Linked DNA regions of Mus musculus: region 2 is linked to region 1. A link is a contact called in public Hi-C data. All regions are on one chromosome and are shown on one strand. Each heading gives the region's core, a stretch centred on a gene start, on an enhancer-like site or on the middle of the called end of the contact. The rest is flanking DNA. Distances are from core to core; before and after follow the strand shown.

The links. Hi-C and Micro-C count contacts between places; a contact is called where the count stands out from the background.
Region 2: a contact with region 1 is called in a Hi-C map of uterus, with 3 times the contacts expected there. The contact joins two enhancer-like sites. A contact is called at or near these places in 5 of 39 promoter capture datasets (the SN4741 cell line, cranial neural crest, frontonasal cranial neural crest and 2 more), 8 of 484 Hi-C or Micro-C datasets (the 3T3-L1 cell line, the C2C12 cell line, the N1E-115 cell line and 4 more), 5 of 115 datasets of contacts at active chromatin or transcription factors (craniofacial prominence, embryonic fibroblasts, embryonic limb bud and 2 more) and 2 of 9 other capture datasets (adipose tissue and pancreatic islet).

What each region holds. Positions count from the first base shown.
Region 1 is chr1:162,141,683-162,146,355 of GRCm38.p6, reverse strand. All of the region lies in intron 14 of Dnm3 (dynamin 3), which reads left to right. Among named protein-coding and RNA genes, the nearest start is that of Dnm3os, 74 kb to the left of the region's middle. Within about 2 kb of position 1,960, at least 16 of the 459 cell types and tissues checked have an H3K27ac peak or open chromatin away from gene starts, as enhancers often do. A contact at or near this core is called in uterus, where this site is marked.
Region 2 is chr1:162,236,621-162,241,293 of GRCm38.p6, reverse strand. All of the region lies in intron 13 of Dnm3 (dynamin 3), which reads left to right. Among named protein-coding and RNA genes, the nearest start is that of Mir214, 16 kb to the right of the region's middle. Within about 2 kb of position 1,908, at least 12 of the 459 cell types and tissues checked have an H3K27ac peak or open chromatin away from gene starts, as enhancers often do. A contact at or near this core is called in uterus, where this site is marked.

The sequences.
Region 1 (4,673 bases), core at 711-3,210:
ATCCTTGATGCTTTTGTAGATAGAAGGATCTAAGAACTCAAATTCATATATACAGTATCAGGAAATACTAGTTATTGGTGGTTGATTATCTTGAAGATATTAATACATGACTCGTAAACACAGTCATACGTGAAGCAAAGCTGGAAGACACGAGGCCCAGGGGGTATCCTACAGCAACATGCACTGAAGCACTTCCTACTGTTGGAGAATCCACAGAAGAAAGAACACGGTCCCCACTCAGGCTGCATCAGACCTAGGTGGTACTTCAGAGTAAACAAAGTGTGAGAGGAAACCTCTGAGGAAGCGGGGGGGGGGGGGGGGGAGAACCCAGAACAAGGAGACAGCAGGCGTCTATACACTACAGCTTTGAGGGCGGCAGAAATGCAGGACCAACTGTAAGTCTTGATAAGGAAGACAAAGCTCACACTTCCCAGTCTGCACTGAGACTCCTGGGCACTGTCCTCTATGTGTGCGAGCATCTCTATCAGAAAAGGTTAACGGTGCTCTAATTATGGAATTAGCATGTTTTATGCCCTTTAAGAGCTTGTCCCCAGGTCCTTTTCTTGATCTCTTCTAGGAGCAAGGGGGAATGACAATTATACCTGCACCTATGTTTCCCACACCCTCAGTCCATAGTTCTGAAGTTCTCCCACACCCTCCTGGAATCATGAGGCACACTTTTAGGTGAATTGCAGCAATGATTTAGCTGCTATGTACAGGTCTGGCTTGACCCTGTTCATGTTCAATGTGTATTTACATCTGAACCTGGAGCTGCCTTTCTGTCCCCACCTCCTAGTTCAATGGGCTACATGTATACTGTCGCAAATATATTGGAGGATACTATAATTCTAAGTGCCAATTTGATTTTTTTTTAAAGAGATTTTAGTTTTCTCCAAGGAAGGGGGAAATTAACATGTCAGGAGTCCCTAAGTGTGCAGCCTACCCCATGGTCTTATTGACCTTGTCCCCTTCCTGAACCATGAGTTACACATAAGACAGTGATTGGTGAACTAAGTGACTTAGGGATTCCCACAGCTGGGGTCACTACAAACCATGGGTCCTTTCTTCTTTGTCCTATCCTTCATGGGGATCCCCTTCCTGTGGACTTGGGCCTCAGAAGGTGAGGATGGATTAGCCCACCTGAGCAGGCATGGGAAGCAGAGAGTAGTGGCTCCCCCCAACCCCACCCCAGGAATATAGCTTTGCTCTTCCACTCATGCCCCTTGCCTCCTGAGGCTCTATTTGGAGTGTGAGCATGCATGTGTGTGTGTGTGTGTGTGTGTGTGTGTGTGTGTGTGTGTGTGTGTGCGTGTGTGTGCCTCTCTCTCTCTCTGTATGTATGTGTATATCTGTGTGTCTGTGTCTGTATATCTGTGTGTCTGTGTGTTTCATTACCCTCACCTCCAAAGCAGTAGGTAGCCTAACACTCACCATTAGGGTTGACAAAGGAGAAGCATCCTGGTTCCTGTCCCCCTTTTCAAAGCCTATTCTTTTGGAGACATGCTTGAGCCAGTATCAGTGCACAGTGGGCCAGCCGTCTTAGAACAATCCAGCCAAATGTCCTCTGATGTCCAGGGCTATGTCTAGAAGGCACTTACAGGGGCTCCTCTTCCCCTGTTCATGAGTCTGACTCCCTGGGAGAAGGACTCTTAACTACCTTGGCAGGGACAAAGGATGTGGGGCTCACTGCACTCTCCCTTTCCCTATCAGAAGACATCTCTTCAAATGATGTTAATATCGGCAGACCAAAAAGCAGACAGTTAAACACAAAACAGTTCGGTTGTAGCCACAAAGCACTTAAAAATACTTGGCTAGTTTGGTTGACTCCCCCCACCCAACCCTCCCTTTTCTCCTTAGTGTTGCCCAGCCCCTTCTCAGTGTTTCTATGCAGAGATGATAGAGGAGAGGGGAACGGAAGCTTTGATGTTTGTATGCAGCTTGCTGACAAATGATGGAGGAAAATTTCAAGCCATTCATCTGCTGAGCTCTGGGAATCGTCAGAAGGTTTTATTTGTACTATGCCTTCCTGACCCACATTTTCTCAGAGAAGTAAAAGAAAAGAAAATGTGCTGGATTTGTAAACAGAGCACTTTTATTAAGCTGTGCTTTTACAAATGTATGGTGCACTCAGCCAAAATAACACTTATTTAATACAAGTACCCCCAAGGCCTGTGCATGAAGAGTGTTGTATGGTTAACATGCTCCGAGCTGCTACAGAGTAAGCATAATTTCAGCTCTTGTGGCTGCTTTTATATTCACATATGATTTAGCATACAGCCACAAGAGTCAACATGGAAGAGTATTTGTCTTTGAGTTTTAATGCCAGGAATCTGAATCATGTTGTGTACTCTTCCTAGTAAGCCCATCATTGCTCCAAACTTAAAAGTTTCTCTTTGTTAAAAAAATATGAAAATTGCCTTGCCTTAGAACACAGAAAGAAATGAAAAAAAAAATGTAACCAGCAAGCATTTGAAACACGCTTATTTAAAGGGCTTGCAGCATGTGGAGCCATGATGTCTAAAAACTACTTTCCTTCTGAGTAACTGAAAACAAAAACAAAGCACTAAGCTTAGTACTTAAGCTTGGCTTTAGAAAGTTAACTTACAAGGTTCACTGCTGCTATGGATAGCCTGGTGCTTCCGACGTGCAAGCAGCTGGGCGCTTCCTCCCTTCCTCGTTCATAAGTGTTGCCTTTGGTTGTCTTGCATAGCTGGGCAAGTGCTATCCCTCTCGCTCATACCCTGGATTTCAAATCTCAAATCCAATAAGCATGCAATGACTCTGAGTGGAAAGTTTAGGAAATTAAAGACTGTGTGAGCATATGGTACACATATATGTTAGCATGTGCAGCATGTAAGTTGTTGCTGTTGCTTGGGAAGGGGGTACTGATTAATGTGACTGTTTTGCTAAAGCACGAATATAGAAATTTATTAGATAGTGCTAGTGTATTTTCAGAACACTTTCTTGCTAACTAGTCCTTTTTCTGGTTAGTTTAAATGAAAAAAATATGTTAAGAGGATAAATCACTCTGTGGACAGCTATAAAGGGGAAAATTACAGAGGCCAGTTTGAATTTCCAGGAAAGGGTCCCCACAGTGAAATCTGGAAGTGAGGCTCCACCAGCTTAAAGGTAGTGTGTCAGAATGTCCTGTCAGACTTCTTGGAGCGAGTAAATACTTAGGCCGATTCTGAACCAAGAGCAAAGCACCCCAGCTGGTGTGGGAGGTGACAGAAGTCACTGGCTTTCTTTGTCTTCCCAATGGAAATAGGCCATGTTCAGTTCCATTCTAGAGTCCAAGTAAGCACAGGCATGGCCCCAATAGCCCCAAACCTGATAGCCCAGATGCTGGCATGGCCTAGCAGACTCCATTCGTTCTTCATGGCTAGTTTTTTTCAGCATCAGAGAATAAATCGAAAGAGATACATTCAGCAACTCCCTGGTTGACAGATGTTCCTTACCATTCAAAGTGTAGTTCTGATTAAAACAAGGAATTAAAATCCATATAAAAAGACAAGAAGTTTATAGTATGCATTTCATACTTGTACATCTCTATAATTGCAACATCTTCAATGGCAATAAACACCAGAGTCTGGTTTTCAACAGCATGTGAAACCAGCATTTTGGTATTCTCAATATTTTTATAGCCTCTTTTTCTTCCTTTGGTACTTTGAGAGTTTTATAAGTCGGTCATTACTTCTGAGTCCTTATTCTGGGCTAAGCACTGAGCCAGTCTTGAGGGGACTATTTGTGCATTCAACTGGCAAGTGTTTGCTGGATATCCGCTACATCGACAACAACAATGATAAAGGAGCGTTCTCTCTCCCAACTCACAAATGGCACAGCAGCAAAGCTAGAGAAATGAAGGACAGATGGCAATGACAGCAGTGACAGTAGGCTTTGCTCCTCCCCATATGAGTTTATGTCGTTAAAGGGAGAACATTCACACACTTAAGGCGAAGCATTTGGATAGTTAGAAAATAAGACAGAGGTACAGAATAATATAGTAGAGACCAAGGATGCTAATGCTGCTAAGAGGTCAGACTTAGATAAAATGAGTCCTGGAAGCAACGGAGGAAGGAAGGCCTGCCAGCAGCATGGTTTCTCCTTCTTCAATAGTACTTCCTGCCTTTATGAGGTCTTAGCAAGTGCATCGAAGTGCTGAATCAGGTAGGCAGAATGTAAGATGGGTAGCTTGAATTTAAGAGTCCAGTGAATTGTCTCTGGAGTTCGGGCAGGGGAGGTGGGCATGTATTTACATAGTTAGAGGTTAGGGCCAGCTCCATAGAGCCATTTCATGTGGAAGATCTGAAGGGAAGAGTCAAAGCAGGTTCCTAGAATCTAAAGGACAGGGGAGGAGCTCTGCTCCTATGACCTGGAGAATTAAGACTGTCAGGAAGTATGCAGAAATCCAGGCAATGTCATGTTCTAGAGGCATCCATGAGAAACATCTAAGAGTCAACATTACAGTGATCAGATGAATATAAAGGATGAATCTTTTCATGATGCCAGTTCTGCCAAAGTCAGGGCTTCTCCACTTTTAAACCAATTAATATATCGGACATCAGTGATGAAACCTTTCTCTTGCTTGGATTCCAGCCATTAAAAAAGTAATTCTGTCAGTGAAATGAGGAAAGGACACCTGTAATATTGTTAGAAAAACTGTAAATCAAGTC
Region 2 (4,673 bases), core at 659-3,158, 95 kb before region 1:
TCCGAGGCTGAACTAGCTGGGAGAGTATATTTCAGTGACATGTTAAAAATATATCTTTCCAAGTAGAACAAAATGGCACACATCGTACAGGCCCTGCAAGGGAGGTCTGCTGGTTAGTAGCTGGTTAGTAGTTGGTTAGTAGCATGGGCATGGCCATCAGGAAGGAACCAGAACTCTGTCTCTTCCTCTGCCGCATAAGGAGCATATTACCTTTCTTCTAAGATCATTGTGTGGAATAAAGGAAGTATCAGAGTATGTGTGGATTTGTTAGCTCAGTTCCTGGCACGAAGTAAATGCTGGCTGTTGTCACTGTCCTTGGGTTCCTAGAAATGGGGTCAGAGTTATATTCTGACTTCCTAGAAAGTTAAAGCCACGAAGGGACACCCAAACACACAAGTGTTGCGTAGCCAAGTCCTTCAGAGTGGTGACAGATGTTCCAGTCTTGAACTAAAGGACATTTCCTTAAATATTTCATGTTGCATCTTAATTGGGCTATTAAGCATTTTTATGTATGCTTTGCCTCAATTGTGAGGTTAGTCCATCAGACATTAAAACCTCTCTCCTTTTTGTTTTTCATAGTAAGTCAGTCACTGTTAAGACTTTCCTAGGTCTGAACTTGGCTTCAAGGCACCCTGTACAGTGCCTGGTCCTTCTATAGGTGTCCAGAAACCTCTGCTCAGCTGACATTTAAATGAGATATATCTTTGAACACTTTACTCTATTGAACTTGTCTCTCATGATGGTATTTTCTACAGAAAACAGGGGCAAAGGAAAGGAAAAGAAAGGTGTGGACAATACTTCCCTGTGCCTCTTTCTGGGTGTGCCAGTGTGAATAGTCACTTTTTTCTTACTGGAAGAGCAAGTCAGGAAATAGTTCTTCTACCTCTTAACCCTCCCTCTTTCTCCTCACACTGCTCCTGTCTTCCGTTTCATTGACTTTAACCATCGAGCTGGAGAGTTACCAGTGGCTTGGATCTTCCTTGAAGGAAGAGACCAGCATTTTACTAGTCTTGAAAACCACTCCTCCAAAGCTAGTGTGACTTCCATGGGCATTGGCTTAAGATGACCAGAGCACAAAAGACTCTGCAGTCATTCAAACAGCGCACTGGTCAAAATTCACTCTGAGGCTGCCTTTGCTCAATGTTGGATGTTTATTTATTGACGTAGGTTCCTAGTCTATGTTTTCTTTCAAATTACATCCCACCAGTTTCTTTTCATGACCTGTCAGAGATTCTGCAATAGTTATATGACATCATAGATGTGTTAGAAGAAGTTGCACATCAGTAATAAAACAACGAATAGTCATGTCCTGGATGTAATTATAAACTTCTTACTTCAAAGATCTCCTTACTTAAAGCCAAAAGATTATATTCCAAAAGGCGTTTACAAAGCCCAGGTATTTGTAGAACAACGAATTAATGACGTCTGTCAATACGTATTCATCAGGCAGCCACAGGGGCTCTCTCATCCAGGTAACTTCTCTTCGGCAGCCATACACTGAATGGAACTCCACAGCAAACTTGTTTTTCTTTGGCATTTGACATTGAAATATCCCCCTGCTTCTCATTATGTTACTCAACTTCCCACTGCTATAACAAAATGCTCAAAGCGGTAAATTATCACAAGAAAAAGGTTACTTGGCTCATGATTCTGTTAGTTCTGCTCCAAGACTAAGTAGAGTTGGGCTTCTGGTGATGTCATCGTATCATAGTGGAATGAATTACTATTAAGAATGCTGATCTAATCCCTCCTACCTAAGTCAAACCTTAATAGGGCTCGACCCTAACGAGTATTCTGTGCACCCATGACTCTCAGATATCTATCATTCAGTATAATTGTGGTGGATCCACTTTCACATCTTGCATCCAGATGCCTGTACATTGGAAAAACACTTTTCCCTTATCAGACCTTGGGCACATCTGCTGGAAGCATCTCTGCCAGGCAGATTCTGAGCAAGCTGTCTGTTCTGAGGATGCCTGTCCTTGCAACAGAAGCTTCTCCCAAACCGTCAGGGTGACTGGCTTGACCCACAGCTTGGCTGGATGCTGTAAGCTCCCAGCGTCTGGCCAGGTAGGCCCTTCAGAATGTGAGCTGTCCTTATGATGAGGTAGTCATCTGTGGAGAAAGGCTCTTTGGGAGCTTTAATAATCCACAGAGGCCAAACTATCAAATAGCCAGTGTTCTGTTCTGCAACCACTTTCCAAAAGCTGCAGCAGTAAAAGACAGCTGCATAGCTGGAAAGAGAAAAAGAAAAGGCTTGTGTTGGTCTTCCATAAGCAAGGCCAAGGTCAAAATTTTATTTGTTCACAAATAAAATTTAAGGCCTCGACCACACTGGAACTTTTCCTCATGTGCTTTTTTTTCCTCCCCCAAATTTAATTCCTTTTATCATCTAGTGTGCTGACCAGATGTTGAGCTCTGAACGTAGGCCTTTAACATGCAGGGTTTGCCAACCCTGGCAATGCCTGCTTCTTACTACATGCAAGAATCCCAGTAGTACTCTTTTAGGGTAGGCTTCCATGAGGGGCAAGGGTAAAGCTGGTCCAGTCTCCTGACTGGTGATCCTGTGGGTGCTTTCAAACGTTCTGCATTTGCCAAAATTAGCTTGAGTGATACTTGTAGTAGTAAATTTAACAAGAAGAAGAAGGAGGAGGAGGAGGAGGAGGAGGAAAAGAAGAAGGAGGAGGAGGAGGAGGAAAAGAAGAAGAAGAAGGAGGAGGAGGAGGAGGAGGAGGAGGAGGAGGAGGAGGAGGAGGAGGAGGAGGAGGAGGGGAAGAAGGAGCAGGAGAAAAGGAGAAGGAGGAGAAGGAGGAGGAGGAGAAGAAGGAGATGAAGAAGAAGAAGGAGACGACGAAGACGAAGACGTCTCTAGCTAAACAAATGAAACATGCCCTCTCCACTCCCAAGGTCTCTGTAGTCCCGAAAGGGCTGCTTGCTCTTGTTCACTTGGTTACTCCTGGCAGGATTTGATGCTCAAACACTAAGTGGTTATTGTGCTGACTGCTTCTTTTCTCTTGCAGTCTCAAATGTGAATACAAAGGATGCTGTAGCGCTTCCTATTTCCTTTGCCTTCGACTCAAATTCTGTTTATGTTTTCTTCCTTTCTCCCTCAGTGCCTGTTGGTTTCTTTCTTATGAATTCCCCTTTGCATGCACACCCCCTGTGCTCTGACCTCTTCTTGGCTTGTTTTATTGCCTGAAGCAGGAGCGCCTTCACCCCTGGCCCAGGCTGACTTCGAACTTGTGGCTGTCTTCTGCCTCTGGAGTGCTGGGATGATGGCTAAATCACCATGCTTGGTTGATCTGCCCATTTCAATAGGATCTTTCCCTGTGTCAGCCTATCTTACCTTGATTCCTGACTTTTCCCTCGGTTTCTCAGTGAAAAGCAATGTAAGAAAGAATTATTTTTCCAAATTTCCACATTAAACCGATTGTCATCTGTTTGTGGACAATGTGTCTCCACCTCTCTGTAAAGGACAAACCTCGTGAGCCTCTGTGAAGTGCTGTCAGGGTTCGGTGCTGAGGACAGGGCCGTGAATTCCCCAAGCAGTGACAAGGGGTGTGTGCAACCAAAGCTGCTACACTCCTCATGTGCGGCTCTCTAAATTGGAAAACCTATTGGGATGTAAATGGCTGTAGTTTTATAGTAGGATGATAGTTAAGGCATCTTATTTACCTTTGTTCCATGCCTTCGTAGTATGTGTGTCTCTGTGTGTGTGTATGAATGCATGTGTGAGTGTGTGTATATGTGTGCATGTGTGTGTGTGTATGAATGCATGTGTGAGTGTGTGTATATGTGTGCATGTGTGTGTGTGTATGAGTGCATGTGTGAGTGTGTGTGTGTGTGAGAGAGAGAGAGAGAGAGTGTGTCTATGTGTGCCTGTGTGTGAGTATGTGTGTGTGAGAGAGAGTGTCTGTGTGTGAGTATGTGTTTGTGTTAGTGTGTGTATGTGAGTGTGTGTGAGAGACTATGTCTATGTGCGTGCGTGTGTGTGTGTGTGTGTCTATGAGTATATGTGTGAGTGTGTGTGAGAGAGAGTGTCTTGTTTGTGAGTGTGTATCTGTGTATGAAACTCTGTGTATGAAAGTCTGTGTGTGAGAGTGTCTGTGTGTAAGTATGTATGTGTGTGAGAGAGAGTGTGACAGTATCTCTTTGTGTGTGATTATGTATGAGAGAGAGACAGAGAGACGGGGAGAGAGACAGAGAGAGAGAGAGACAGAGAGAGAGAGAGAGAGACTGAGACAGAGACAGAGACAGAGATATGGATGCTGGGGATCCTAGAATGCCTTACACATGAGGGACAAGTACTCTACCACTCACATTTTCACCGTTCTTAGTAACTCATGGTTTTAAGTAGCTCAATTGACTCTATCCACCAGACTAAACAATGTTTAGTAAACACTGTTTCAGCCATAACATTAAATGCGTCTGGAAATAGTGGCGCACGCTTGAGTGATGCATCCAACAGTGCTGGTAACAGCCGGCAATTTATTGCTTCACATCATCTTACAAGTCCAAGCTCTGTTCTTGCCTTCTACTACATCACTGGTCCTTAAACTTCTGGGTGGGTGAGCCTTTAACACAGCTCCTCATGTTCCCAACCATCAAATGATTTTTGTTGCTACTTCATGGCTGTAATCTTGCTTGCTGCTTTTATGAATCCGAGTGTATAA